2 separate regions of the Zea mays genome follow, and region 1 is linked to region 2. Evidence: chromatin contacts called from public Hi-C data. All regions are on one chromosome and are shown on one strand. Each heading gives the region's core, a stretch centred on a gene start, on an enhancer-like site or on the middle of the called end of the contact. The rest is flanking DNA. Distances are from core to core; before and after follow the strand shown.

Region 1 (5,857 bases), core at 2,081-4,580, 220 kb after region 2:
AGACATATATAAAACACATATATTAAATATTATATAAATCTATTCAAATGCTAAAACGACTAATATTTTTAGGACGAGAGAGTACATTACAAATAGTTTTGTTCGTGCACCAAGAAAAATTCCCATGAAAAAGGAAGAATTTCTATCCGACTGATGTAATAACTTATTTTCTAAGAATAAAAGAGTACAAATGGACGAATCAAAATTGTGTGGAGAAAACAGAACCTTGTATTTTCAGGCACTTCAGTCAGTATTTCGCTTCGAAGTTCTGCAACTCTGAAAATTCCACCGTGCTGAATACTCAATCAATTCTTCAACACTTCTGCCAGGACTCGAGAGAAGGAAACCCCTGATTGCCCACGCAAACTTCGGCAGCCACCATGTTCTTTTTCCAGTTTATTATGAGCATTTAGAGCACCTGCCAGCACAAATTGGACTATGTACCAACAACAAAAGGTAATAGAACTGTCGAAGAGATTTCCACTAGGCCGCCGCAAAAACAAAAAGAAAAGATTGCACATCACATCAGACACAACAGAGCACAAGACAACAAATCGGTGGATAAATTTAGGTGTCCACATCACTGCAAACTGCCTTGAGAAGTCTGATCACATCGCCATCCGCGTGCATTGAGCATGTGAGAAAATTGCTGGACCAAACATGGAAAACATCTACAAAAAACAGTTTGGAGACAAGACAAGATGAGGTAGGAACACAGTACACGAGATAGGAACACGAGACCAATTCAACGACCCAGTGGGGAGAAAATTTGTGGAAAAAAGGGGTTACAGCTAGGATGCAAATGCAAATCACATTCGAGATACCTTTCCTTGTCTACTTGCTGTTCCGCATGGCAATACTATCCACTTGTCAAATTCCTTTTCCGCACAACATACACATCGATATGGGTAGTAATCAAACTCCTCACTGATTGTTAGGATATGCACATAGCCTATCACCCTCACACACGTTGCAGGCGCACTGGAACAGCAATCATGTTTCAGGAAACATATTTTAGGCTGGATTAGCAGAATTTCATATGTGATCATGTCTGACAAGGTTATGCAGTATGTTTCAACTAAAACGACTGCAGAAATTTGCACATCTCAACTTCTACACATCAATCAGCATTGGTAGTGTGACGTTGAACAATAAATATGGAGAATGGGGAGATAATGACCATTACCTCCATTTCAGAAGTACCTCAACAACTCTCTATCTTGCTATAAATTCCCTCAACTTCATCAACTTGTCAGTAAGTGTTGCCATGATCACTACGAGAAGACTATTTCCTTGATGCTTCTCATAATTACCAAACTTCTGTTGTGTTATACTCGTTTCAGCTGGTCTGTCACTTCAGCACTCCAACTGGTTATTTGCTTGTGCAATCATCAATCATTGATTATGGTGTTTGTACAAATGAAAACTTAACATTGATGTCAAATCCATGGGCTCCAAAGAATCAAATGATAGCTTCAACTCACAATTTCCAAACAGTGAGCTTAATTAGAAAGGATCCGTACTAAAATCTTCAGTAGGAACTTGGCTACTAAATGATATGACAAAAACAGAGCCGAACTGTAGCCAATCAGCCATAAAAGTGTTCTAGAGACTGTTGATTCTCTACACCAAATCAGACCAAAATCGTTCATGATCAGCATTAACAGAAAAGTAACATTGGGGAAATATACTACACAAAAGTTCAAAAACAACTGCACAATTGGACCGTTAATTGTAGGTATATATATCAGCAATGCACTATTGTATCTTGAAAAATAAAACATAATGGTAGATCTTCCTTTCTTTTGTGGATACCAACCCACTAACAGGTAATGATTCCTACAAACAATCTCTCTCATAACTAGTCTTCTTTACCAAATTCACCAAAGCAATCCCAATTGTGGGTTACCCAAACAATCCTAGCCTAAGCCTTAACTCCTACCTCTTTTAACCCATGGCTCTCTCTTACCAGCAACGCAAGCCCATCCTTCACCTCAACGCTCTTCTCCGCGACCGCTGCGGCAGCCTTCTCCACCTCTTGCTTCCTATACATCCAGGCCTCTGAGGGAGGCGTCGTGATCACCCTGACATCAGTGCCACCAGCATTGATCTCAAGCACCTCAGGCAGCCCGTTCCCGCATCCCCTTGACAGCCCCACATCCACCCTCACCGCCTGTGCGCTACACACTGCATTGATCCCCACTGTCTGAATTGTGTGCCCCATCACCATTCTCTTGGCCCCAGGGATCATCCCAAGCACCCCCTCCAGCCTCTTGCAGTCACAATCGAAGCCGTCGGAGAACCTCCTCAGCCAGACCACGGCGTCCCGGCCTCGCACATACTCGGGCGCCCTGGCATTGTCGCCACCCTCGCCGCGGATCCACTCGCTGACCTCCGCATTGATCCGCTCCAGGCCGTACTCGACGTTGGCCTCGAGGAGCCCTCCATGGACGAACACCGAGTCGCCCACTACAAGCACGGTAGGGAGGTCGGCCAGGAACCGGCGCGCAATGGGCCCGTCGGGTCGGAGGGCGGCGAGGCGGGACCGCATCCCGTCCCAGAACTCCGGCTTGACGCCGGGGAAGGACTTGGGCACGCCGAGAAAGGGGTTCCTCGGCTGCGGGTCGAGGTGCTCGCCGCAGCGGCGCTTGATGGCGAGCCCCGCGCGGTACCACCCTGCCCAGGCGGAGAACTCCTGAAAACCCTGCGGCGTGGCGAAGCGGAAGTCGCCGGAGACGTTCATGACCTCGTGGTTGCCGAGGATGGGGAGGAACGCGCCTCCGCGGCTCTCTGCGGAGAGGGAGAGGCGGCGGAGTAGGTATAGGAGGCGGAGCTCGTCGCCGCCGCGGTCGAGGATGTCGCCGAGCTGGACGGCGAGGGTGGGCCCCGCGGCCCATGAGGAGGAGGCGGAGGGGGAGTCGGGGGTGCAAGACGGGGGCACGAGGCCGGCGAGGCGGAGCGCGGAGAGGGACTTGGGCAGGTCCCCGTGGAGATCTCCGATGGCGACGAGCCGGGATAAGGAAGGGAGGAAGGTGGTCGGAGTCTTCGGGCGAGGAGGGGGCGAGGAGGAGGACGGGAAGGTCGGGAAGAAGATGCCGGACACGGCAAAGTCCACGAACGCGTCGGCGAAGGCGGATACGGCAGCCGGGAGGTCGCTGCAGGCGGGGACGGAGGGGGACGGGGCCGCCGCCATCTTTCTCTATTTGTGCTCCGGCAGGGATTCCGGATTCGTTTTTGCGGCGTGCGCGGGTGAGCTGAAGATAGGTTGCGGCCCGCCTTTTAAAGATAGCACATGAATTGGCCTACCCTGCACCGTAGATGTAGTCAATGACCTTTGCAAAACGTCAACGGCCAAATACTCTGGTTTAAGGGCTGATTTGGTAGATCCATAATAGAGGAATCTAGTTGCTATTTAATTTTACATAGTAAGGGAATTTCTCCCCCATATGATTCATGTCCACCAAATCAGTCTACCGTTAACTTATATATATATATATATATATATAGGGTTTTGGTGAATATTTTGGTGAATGAATCATATTATCTTTTATTGAAATAGTTGCTTTAGTTTAAATTATAATATTTTCATAATATATTACTCTATCAGTCTTGATTTATAACTAAGTGAATGCCCGTGCGTTGCAACAGGAAGATAAAATACCACGATAACTCATGTACAAATGTGTTATAATATTATAGGAAAAGGTTTCATAATTTATTTGTGATCATACCCATACATTAATATACAAAAACACTAATTATTATTCTATATTTTTGTTAGTATCACTAAAAGTAAATGTTTACATACCTTAAAAGATATAGGTGTATATTCGTCTGTTGCTATGGAATCAATATGATAAGATACATTGATATGCAAAAATACTAATTATTATTCTATACTTTTGTTAGCATCACTAAAAGTAGATGTTTTCATATCTTAAAAGATATAGTAAGGTACGTGCCAGAGTAAGTCACTTTTTAAAGAATATACTCTGACATCATGAACTTAGAAAACTTGCTAGCAGCAATCCACCGCCTACTGCTTGTCTCTCTAGAAGAGGTAGCCAGCTCCCCTTCCTTCAAATACATGGAATGCTCGGTGTGATTTGAGTACACGGAATGACAATTTCTACAATCAGAAGCCGCTAACTGCATACAAGCAAAACAAAAGGAATAATTCCATTTCACATTGAATCAGAGATTAGAAGTTGGAGCACAACTCGTTTGTCAGTTTTTTTGCCGAAGCCCGACGAAAATTACAAACAGGAAATGGATAGAGCAAGAAAATGAGTGCTCCAAATTAATGACATCTAAGTAAAAGGCATCAACCTTTTCCTTTCTGCTTCTATGTACCCTAAATAAACAACCTAAAACCTAAAACTTAACCCCCCTAACTCTGCTCGTGTCAGCTGCTATAGGTTTCCCTATAATGTGCCATCTATTAGCCTCTCAATATCAGACTCACAGAATGGTTCCAGAATCTTGAATTCAATCTCCAAGTACTCTGTCAGAACCCACATGTTCAAAAACTAAAAATATTGTGTTATTAGTGTATCAAAAATGAGTATATGAGTGGCATTATCTGGGGTTGGGAGGTGAGGAGAACCAGAAATGGTTTCTTCGGATGCGCTTCTTTTTTTCTGATTTAGGAGAAGCACATCCTATTGAAGTTAAACAGAAGAGAAATGCATACCATTATTAAAATGCCAGAAGTTAAACAGAAGGGCAATGCATACCTATATATACACACGCGCGCCCCTTATTAAGCTACGATGCAATATGTTTAAGCATGAAATTAGCATTGATTAGGGATGAACAAACCTCATGCAAAATAGAGATACAGATGAATTAGGTTACCAGACGAGTACAATGGTTCTTTTGTTGTATATTATCTGCTGCTACTACTACTTCATTAGTTCATTCTCATATGTTAAAATATTAAGAAATACATACCCTACCAATAGTGCCAATGATGGCAGTGACAAATGAACAAATTGAGCCAACAAATGGATAAAAAGCATTTCTACCTTTCTAATAGCAGCAGTTGTGTTGCCAGTAGCACCAAGAGCATCAGTTCTCTCAGATTTTGTGGCTCATTCCAGCCATCTCAACAATACCACCAGCATTGTCACTGATTGGACCATCTCAGCAATATCATAGTGATGTTTGACCTTGACAGTGAATCCGTTAATCCCAGTAGAGCTGCTTTATGGAGCCTCTGATGCTAATGATATGGCAAGTCATTGGAAATTTGGATTGGATAAAAAATAATCTATTTAGATTAAACAAATTCAAGCCCAAGAAATATATGTACATCCTGAATTGCAACCTCACCTTAAGCATATCTTGTACATGCCGACCATCCTGCATTGCATATATCACGACAAATCGATTGGAATGAAATAAAAAATCAATGGAAGCATGCAGGGAGAGGGCTCGAGGCTGGACCACCTTGTACATGTTGATCTTGGTGATCTGGTAGGAGACATCGCGCCAGGTGGTCTTGGCGACCTTGTCGCTACTTCCTCTCCTCCCTTCTTTAGAGCAGCAGCACACCACCTCACTCGATGTTCTCGATGGAGCGCGTGAGCGACACCCGCCCTGTGGACCGGCCTATGTCGCGCATGTCGGAGGTGACGGCGGTGTAACTCCACCGCGCAATGCCTTCCGCCATCCCCCACAACATTAGTACTAAAATATTTGACAACTAATATCCTGATGTGAATTGAGTAGCAGATTTCTCACTCTAAAATGAAGATACAATACTAAAAGCATTTAAGAAATAATATTGGCAAAACATATGTTTTTGAAAGACTGCAAGTTGATGTAAAAGGATAATTTATGATTGTAAGATGTC
Region 2 (6,115 bases), core at 33-2,532:
GCCTTGGAAGTGCCACCTCCTCGGGGCTTCGGGGACGCCGCCGCTTGCCCGCACAAGGGCCCCGCTGTCGCTCGCCTTCTGGATCGGGGAACCGCCGCCACTACTCCGGATAGAGGAACCTCCGCCACCGCACGTCGAGATAATGGAGTTGCGGCCACCGGCCTGGGAACCGCCGCCACCGCACAAGGGCATTGTCGTCGCTCGCCCTCTGGATCGGGGGCCGCCGCCGCCGGCCTGGGAACCGCCACCACCGCATGTCGAGGTCTGGGAGCCGCGGCCACCGCAGCCACTGGCCGGGGGTCCACCGCCGCGCGCGCTATCGGACAACCGTCGTCGATAATGAATCGAGATGGGGCATGAAAAACTGATCCCTAGCACTACGGATTTTCTTTTATAGACATCTGGACCTGTTCCGGCTCGACCGGATTGCACTATCTAGCCTGGGCTTCCTTTAGTTATTGGAAGCCCGGCTCGACCGGATTGCACTATCTAGCCTGGGCTTCCTTTAGTTATTGGAAGCCCAAAGCTCCTAATATACAATATATATATATAGCCATAAGTTAAGTCAGTTGTCCGTGCTTTGTTATGATTGTTATATATAATATAAATAGGTATTGAGATATTTATTAAAATATAATTATTGTTTTTTTCTAAACACTGCGGCGTGTGGTGCGGGAGAACCAGTTGGGACAGGCCCCGAGTGTCAGCACGGAGTGAAGCCGTGGTAACACCAGGTGTCTATATTAGGTTCTTAATAAATTAGTATAAATTTTATAAACATTAAGGTACGTGTGGTGTGGTGGTTATCTCCAAATTTCTAGAGCAGGATTTGTGGGTTATAGTGCTCGCTCTGCACTATTCGCTGCTCGGGTCTAGGAAATAATACACGCACGGTAATGAATGCCCCTAACAGCTGGAAACTTGGCAAATAGATGTGAGATGGCTAGTTTGAAACCGGTAATGATAGAAGTACTTAGCTTTTTAGTAAAGCAATGGATGCTCGAGCAGGAAACAACACTTCCTTTTTTTTTTGGATGTGCTAGTGGATGCTCGAACCGGAAACATCGCGCGCAAAGGATTTGTTCCTTGCAAAGAGAGGCTGATTACTGAAAAGTTACACTACGCGTGAACTATTGCAGGCTGCTGGCTTTATTCTTCCCTGTCGCGCGCGGCAAGAAGAAATAAGGATTCCCTGCCGTACTGGACTAAGCTAGAATATTGCATGCCGCGCCGTGCTGGTGCGCGTGCATAAATATCCATTCCATGCAGACCTCCTCCCTTCAGAAACTATGCACTATCTAGGTTTCTGAATAATCCAGAGCGAGCAAATTAAAGGAGAAGGAGAGAGCGAGGGGGAGAGAGGGAGAGATGATGACGACCCAGTAAACTAATAATCGTCAAGAAAAAAAAGAAAAGCAACAAGGCAAGATGGCGGAGGCCATCGTGGGGTCGATGCTGTGGAAGCTGCAGCAGGTGGCGGTGAGTGAGGCGCGGACGCTGGTGGCCGTGAACGAGGACATCCGGAGCCTCCGGGACAAGCTCATGTGGATGCAGGCGTTCCTGCACGACGTCCAGCCGTCGCGCCGCGTGCAGCCCAACGAGCTCATCAAGGTGTGGCTGCAGCAGACCCGCGACGCCGTCTTCGACGCCGAAGACGCCGTCGACCAGTACTTCGTCCAAATCGATCTCTCAAGGTACGTATAATATACCACGACTTTGACACCAACCAATTGTGACGGCAAAAACATTCTTTATTAAAAACTCCATCAGCTTCATCCTTTTGTAGCTGAGCCCAATATCTAAGCTGAGTGTGTACCTGTGATACATTAATTGCACGGTGAACTGACCAGAAGATGTGACTCTTCACTTAAAAACATCTCTATTAGAACTCAGCGGGATGAGCACCACCCGATTAACAAGATCATACCACAAAGCTAAGTTCTGACCCCGCTGCGTCCTACGAAACACAACATTGAGGGGAATTGTAACTCAAGATAGACGCAACCGTATCACTTTTCTGTCTCACAATACGATATAGTGAAGGATATTGGCATATTGCCTCATGAGCAGTTTGTCTTCCATCCACACATCCTCCCAGAATTTTATTTGTTCACCATTACCTAAAACGAAAGATCTAGGTAAAAAACAAAATTTTCACTTTCATAATTGCAGACCAGAAATGAGAATCACCTGGCCTGTAGGATACTTTTGACAAGGTGTCCTCTTAAGATATTTATTCCGCAACATCCTTTGCCATACTCGATCCTCATTAACTAGCTTGAAAAGCCCAATTTGGTCATTTGCCTTGATTCCCACCAGGGCCGTTCCTGACTTTTGAAGGGTCCGGGACAAGATTACAAACAGAGACCCCAACACCATAAAAACTATTTTTTACTATTATATATATATCAACTAATTATACTTGATGTACCACAGAAAGACTTGAGCAGTAAAAAATAGAAGTAAGATTATTACCTCATATATATTGTAGAGATCAACTTAAAAATGTCTTCTAACATTTCTAGATGCAAAATCATCAATGATGGCTTCAATATTGACATCATCTAATAATTTCTTCTCGATATATAAAGTTGCTAGCCCGTTTAAACTTTCTTGAGACATTGTAGACCTTAAATAATTCTTCAATAACTTAAGCTTTGAGAAACTCCTTTCAGTTGATGCCACAGTTATTGTATAGTAAATAATATCTGATAAGCAACAAATATATTGGGATAGCAATCCATTCTCTTAACAAACTCAAAAATATATTGGTATAGTAAATAATATATGTTTCTATCCTATATTCCTATTGGACTTTGTGTGCGGTGGGACCCCTGGGAGATGGGGGCCCAGGTCGGCCGCCCCTCCCGCCCTGCCTCAGGCATGACCCTGATTCCCACATGACCTCCAGTCAGAATAGAGTCTATCCACTCACACCAAGTATTCGAAAAGCCCTTCACCCTTAAGGTTTGTTGGACAAATGACCATTTCACCTTATTATAGGCTTTTTCGAAGTCAAACTTGAAATTACTCCGCTCTGCTATGCAATTCATGTATAGTCTCATGCAATACAACCACCCCTTTCATAATATTTCTACCAGGAATGAAAGCGGATTGAGTAGGACCAACAGTCTTTGAAGCAAGGGTTGAGATCCTATTTGTAAGAACTTTAGTAAAGATCTTAAAGCTTACATTCAGTAGACAGATGGTTCTAAACTGTTATTATCTCAGCATCCCTGCACTTGGGCAGAAGAATGGTTGTACCAAAATTTAGACTAAAAAGGGGTAATTCTACTAGCCAACAAATCATTCTTAATAACCGACCAGAACACTTGAAAGAACTCCGCAGGGAAACCATCCGGACCAGGCGCCCTGTTGTGCTCCATCTAGAAGAGTGCCCTACGGATCTCTCTTCTTCAGTGAACTAACTAGTTAAAACGAATTCTCTAAGTCCAACACTGGATATATCCAAAACTTGATTCTCATCAAAGTTCAACCTCAGAAGGCACTACCGGAATCAATAGCTTTGCCGAGTGCCTGAAGCACTCGGCGAAGCCTTAAAAACACTCGGCAAAGGCTTTGCCGAGTGTAACACTCGGCAAAGAAGGCTCGGCAAAGCCTCCTTTGCCGAGTGCTTTTTGTCAGGCACTCGGCAAAACTCTTTGCCGAGTGCTAGAGAGCACTCGGCAAAGAAAAGTGGTCGTTACGGCGTTGGGTGACGGAGACGGTGGCTTTGCCGAGTGTCTCTTGTGACACTCGGCAAAGAAGTCTGCTTTGCCGAGTGCCTTCCAGGCAGCACTCGGCAAAGAATACTTCTTTGCCGAGTGTCACAAGTGACACTCGGCAAAGAAACCGCCAGGGAGGGTCCCCATGTCAGGTTCTTTGTCGAGTGTCTTAAGTGGCACTCGGCAAAGACGACCTCTTTGCCGAGTGTCAGCGACATAACACTCGGCAAAGAACCTAAGCCGGTGTCCAGGTCTGTGCTCTTTGCCGAGTGTTATGACCCAGACACTCGGCAAAGAGGCTCTTTGCCGAGTGTAACACTCGGCAAAGTGACCAGTATATACCTTTTTTATTTGTTTTTGTATTCCATCCACACAAACAGAAGATATCACATATATATCATATATATACATCACAGATATCATCACAGACATAAATAGCCAACACAAACATAAATATCCATCACAAACATAAGTGTTCAACACACGTATTAAACACAAACATAAGTCTCAAACGTCGCAAGCTCTCACATAAGTATCAAACACAGACATAAGTATTATACATAAGTTTTGAAGTCTAAAACAATGAAAACACAACACTCATGGAGGTGGGCGGTTTGACCGGGGCTGCGTTGGGCTGAACCCTTCCGGAGGGTTGTTGGATGCCGCCCCAGATTGGCCCTGCACAGAGAAGAGATTGCATGTGTTATACCAGATGCATTACAAACATGTAACTACAATTTTGATACTCACAGGAGTGTGGAAGAGAGTAGGGTCAACTGGGGGGAACAATGGAGGTGGCGGAGCGATGCCCTGTGCGGCGCCAAGGCTCTGCATGTACTGGAACATCTCCGCCATCCTTTGATCAGCCGCCGCCCGCTCCGCCATTATCCTCGCCTCCATCTCTTGACGTTCCCTCCTCTCTTCTTCTAGTTGGGTCTGTAATATTACAAGCCAACGTCATAGTAACTCAAAGAGAAGGTATATAACTCAAGAAAGGACGAGTTACATAAGCACTAACCTCGAGTTGCTGTATGCGATGCTGTGAGCTATCGTGCCGAGGTCGTATGGCTGGACTCGAACCCGTGCTCCTTGCTCTCACCTGAGACAGAGTGGGAGTGGAGGACGAGTCGATTGCCCCGTCGGCAATCCAGTACCGCCCATGTCTCTTGCCTCCTCCGACCCTCATCAGCACATCGGGGTCGATCGGCTCGGTGCTCGGATCATAGTCTGGGCCATGGACCTCCTGCGCCATGGCGGTGTAGTCATGGAGGCGGCTGTAGACGGCGGGGTTGGTGTAGGCCTCGGGCCCGTCATCCGGGTTGTAGGTGACGTCGGACGTCGCCTTACCCTTATGGGCCATAGCATAGACCGAGATCCACGATGGCTGACATCCACGCATAATTCAACGGCACGATGGCCGGCAATCAACAATACTACATATTAACCTAATCATGCACGTATATAATTAACTCAATATTAAAACTAATCATTTCATATAAATCATACACGTATAACATAAATCAAGCAATCACCTTGGAGGTTTCGTCGCGGGCGAGGCGACGGGGCGCGGGCGAGATGACGGGGCGCGGGCGAGACGACGGGTCGCGGGCGAGGCGCCAGGCGGGCGAGGGCACGGCGGGGAAACGGCGGGGTCACGGCGAGGAGTGCGGCGGGGGCGGTGGGCGGGGGCGGTGGGCGGGGGCGCGACGGGGGCACGGGCGAGGGCGAGGGGTAGGCGAGGGGCACGACGGGCGAGGGCGAGGGCGCGACAAACGAGGGGCACGGCACGGCGAGCGCGAGGGCGAGGGCGAGCGCGGGCACGGCACGGCGAGCGCGGGCACGGCACGGCGAGCGCGGGCACGGCGGGCGCGGCTGCGGCGTCGCGAGCGCGAGGGCACGGCGGGCGCGGCTGCGGCGAGGGCGAGCGCGGGCACAGCGGGCACGGCACGGCGAGGGCGAGCGCGCGGCGGCGCGGGCGCGGGCGCGCGGCGGCGGCGCGGCGCGGGCGCGAGGAAGGGTACGGCGGCGGCGGCGAGGGCGCGGCGACGGCGAGGGCGCGGCAACGGCGGCGGCGTTTGAGTGAGTGAGTGAGAGAGAGAGTGAGGAAGATGCGTTCGGCCGTTGTATGTAGGGCGCTTTGCCGAGTGACCGTGATCTGGCACTCGGCAAAGTTTTTTTTCATTTTAAAATACGCTTTGCCGAGTGCCAGATCGCTAGCACTCGGCAAAGCCTTCTTTGCCGAGTGTCGCCCAGGAGACACTCGGCAAAGACTCTTTCCCTATTCTTTGCCGAGTGCCACGCAGCTGGCACTCGGCAAAGGAAGCTTTGCCGAGTGTCTTATTCAGACACTCGGCAAAACATATTTTTATTTTTTGATTTTGTCTCCCAAA

Evidence for each region. Hi-C and Micro-C count contacts between places; a contact is called where the count stands out from the background.
Region 1: a contact with region 2 is called in a Hi-C map of ear, with 2.1 times the contacts expected there. The contact joins the promoter of LOC103652890 here to the promoter of LOC103652889 in region 2. A contact is called at or near these places in 3 of 25 Hi-C or Micro-C datasets (ear, leaf and tassel).

What each region holds. Positions count from the first base shown.
Region 1 is chr4:17,142,182-17,148,038 of Zm-B73-REFERENCE-NAM-5.0, forward strand. It overlaps LOC103652890 (putative serine/threonine protein phosphatase superfamily protein), which reads right to left and starts at 3,331. Exons shown (of 4, transcript XM_035967200.1): 1 at 1,187-3,331; 2 at 825-981; 3 at 226-671. The coding sequence starts at 3,193. The coding sequence ends at 1,925. LOC103655133 reads right to left here. Exons shown (of 4, transcript XM_008681935.2): 2 at 5,452-5,613; 3 at 5,335-5,364; 4 at 5,065-5,171. The coding sequence ends at 5,094.
Region 2 is chr4:16,928,830-16,934,944 of Zm-B73-REFERENCE-NAM-5.0, forward strand. LOC103652889 (putative disease resistance protein At1g50180) reads left to right here and starts at 1,283. Exons shown (of 3, transcript XM_008679873.3): 1 at 1,283-1,694. The coding sequence starts at 1,429.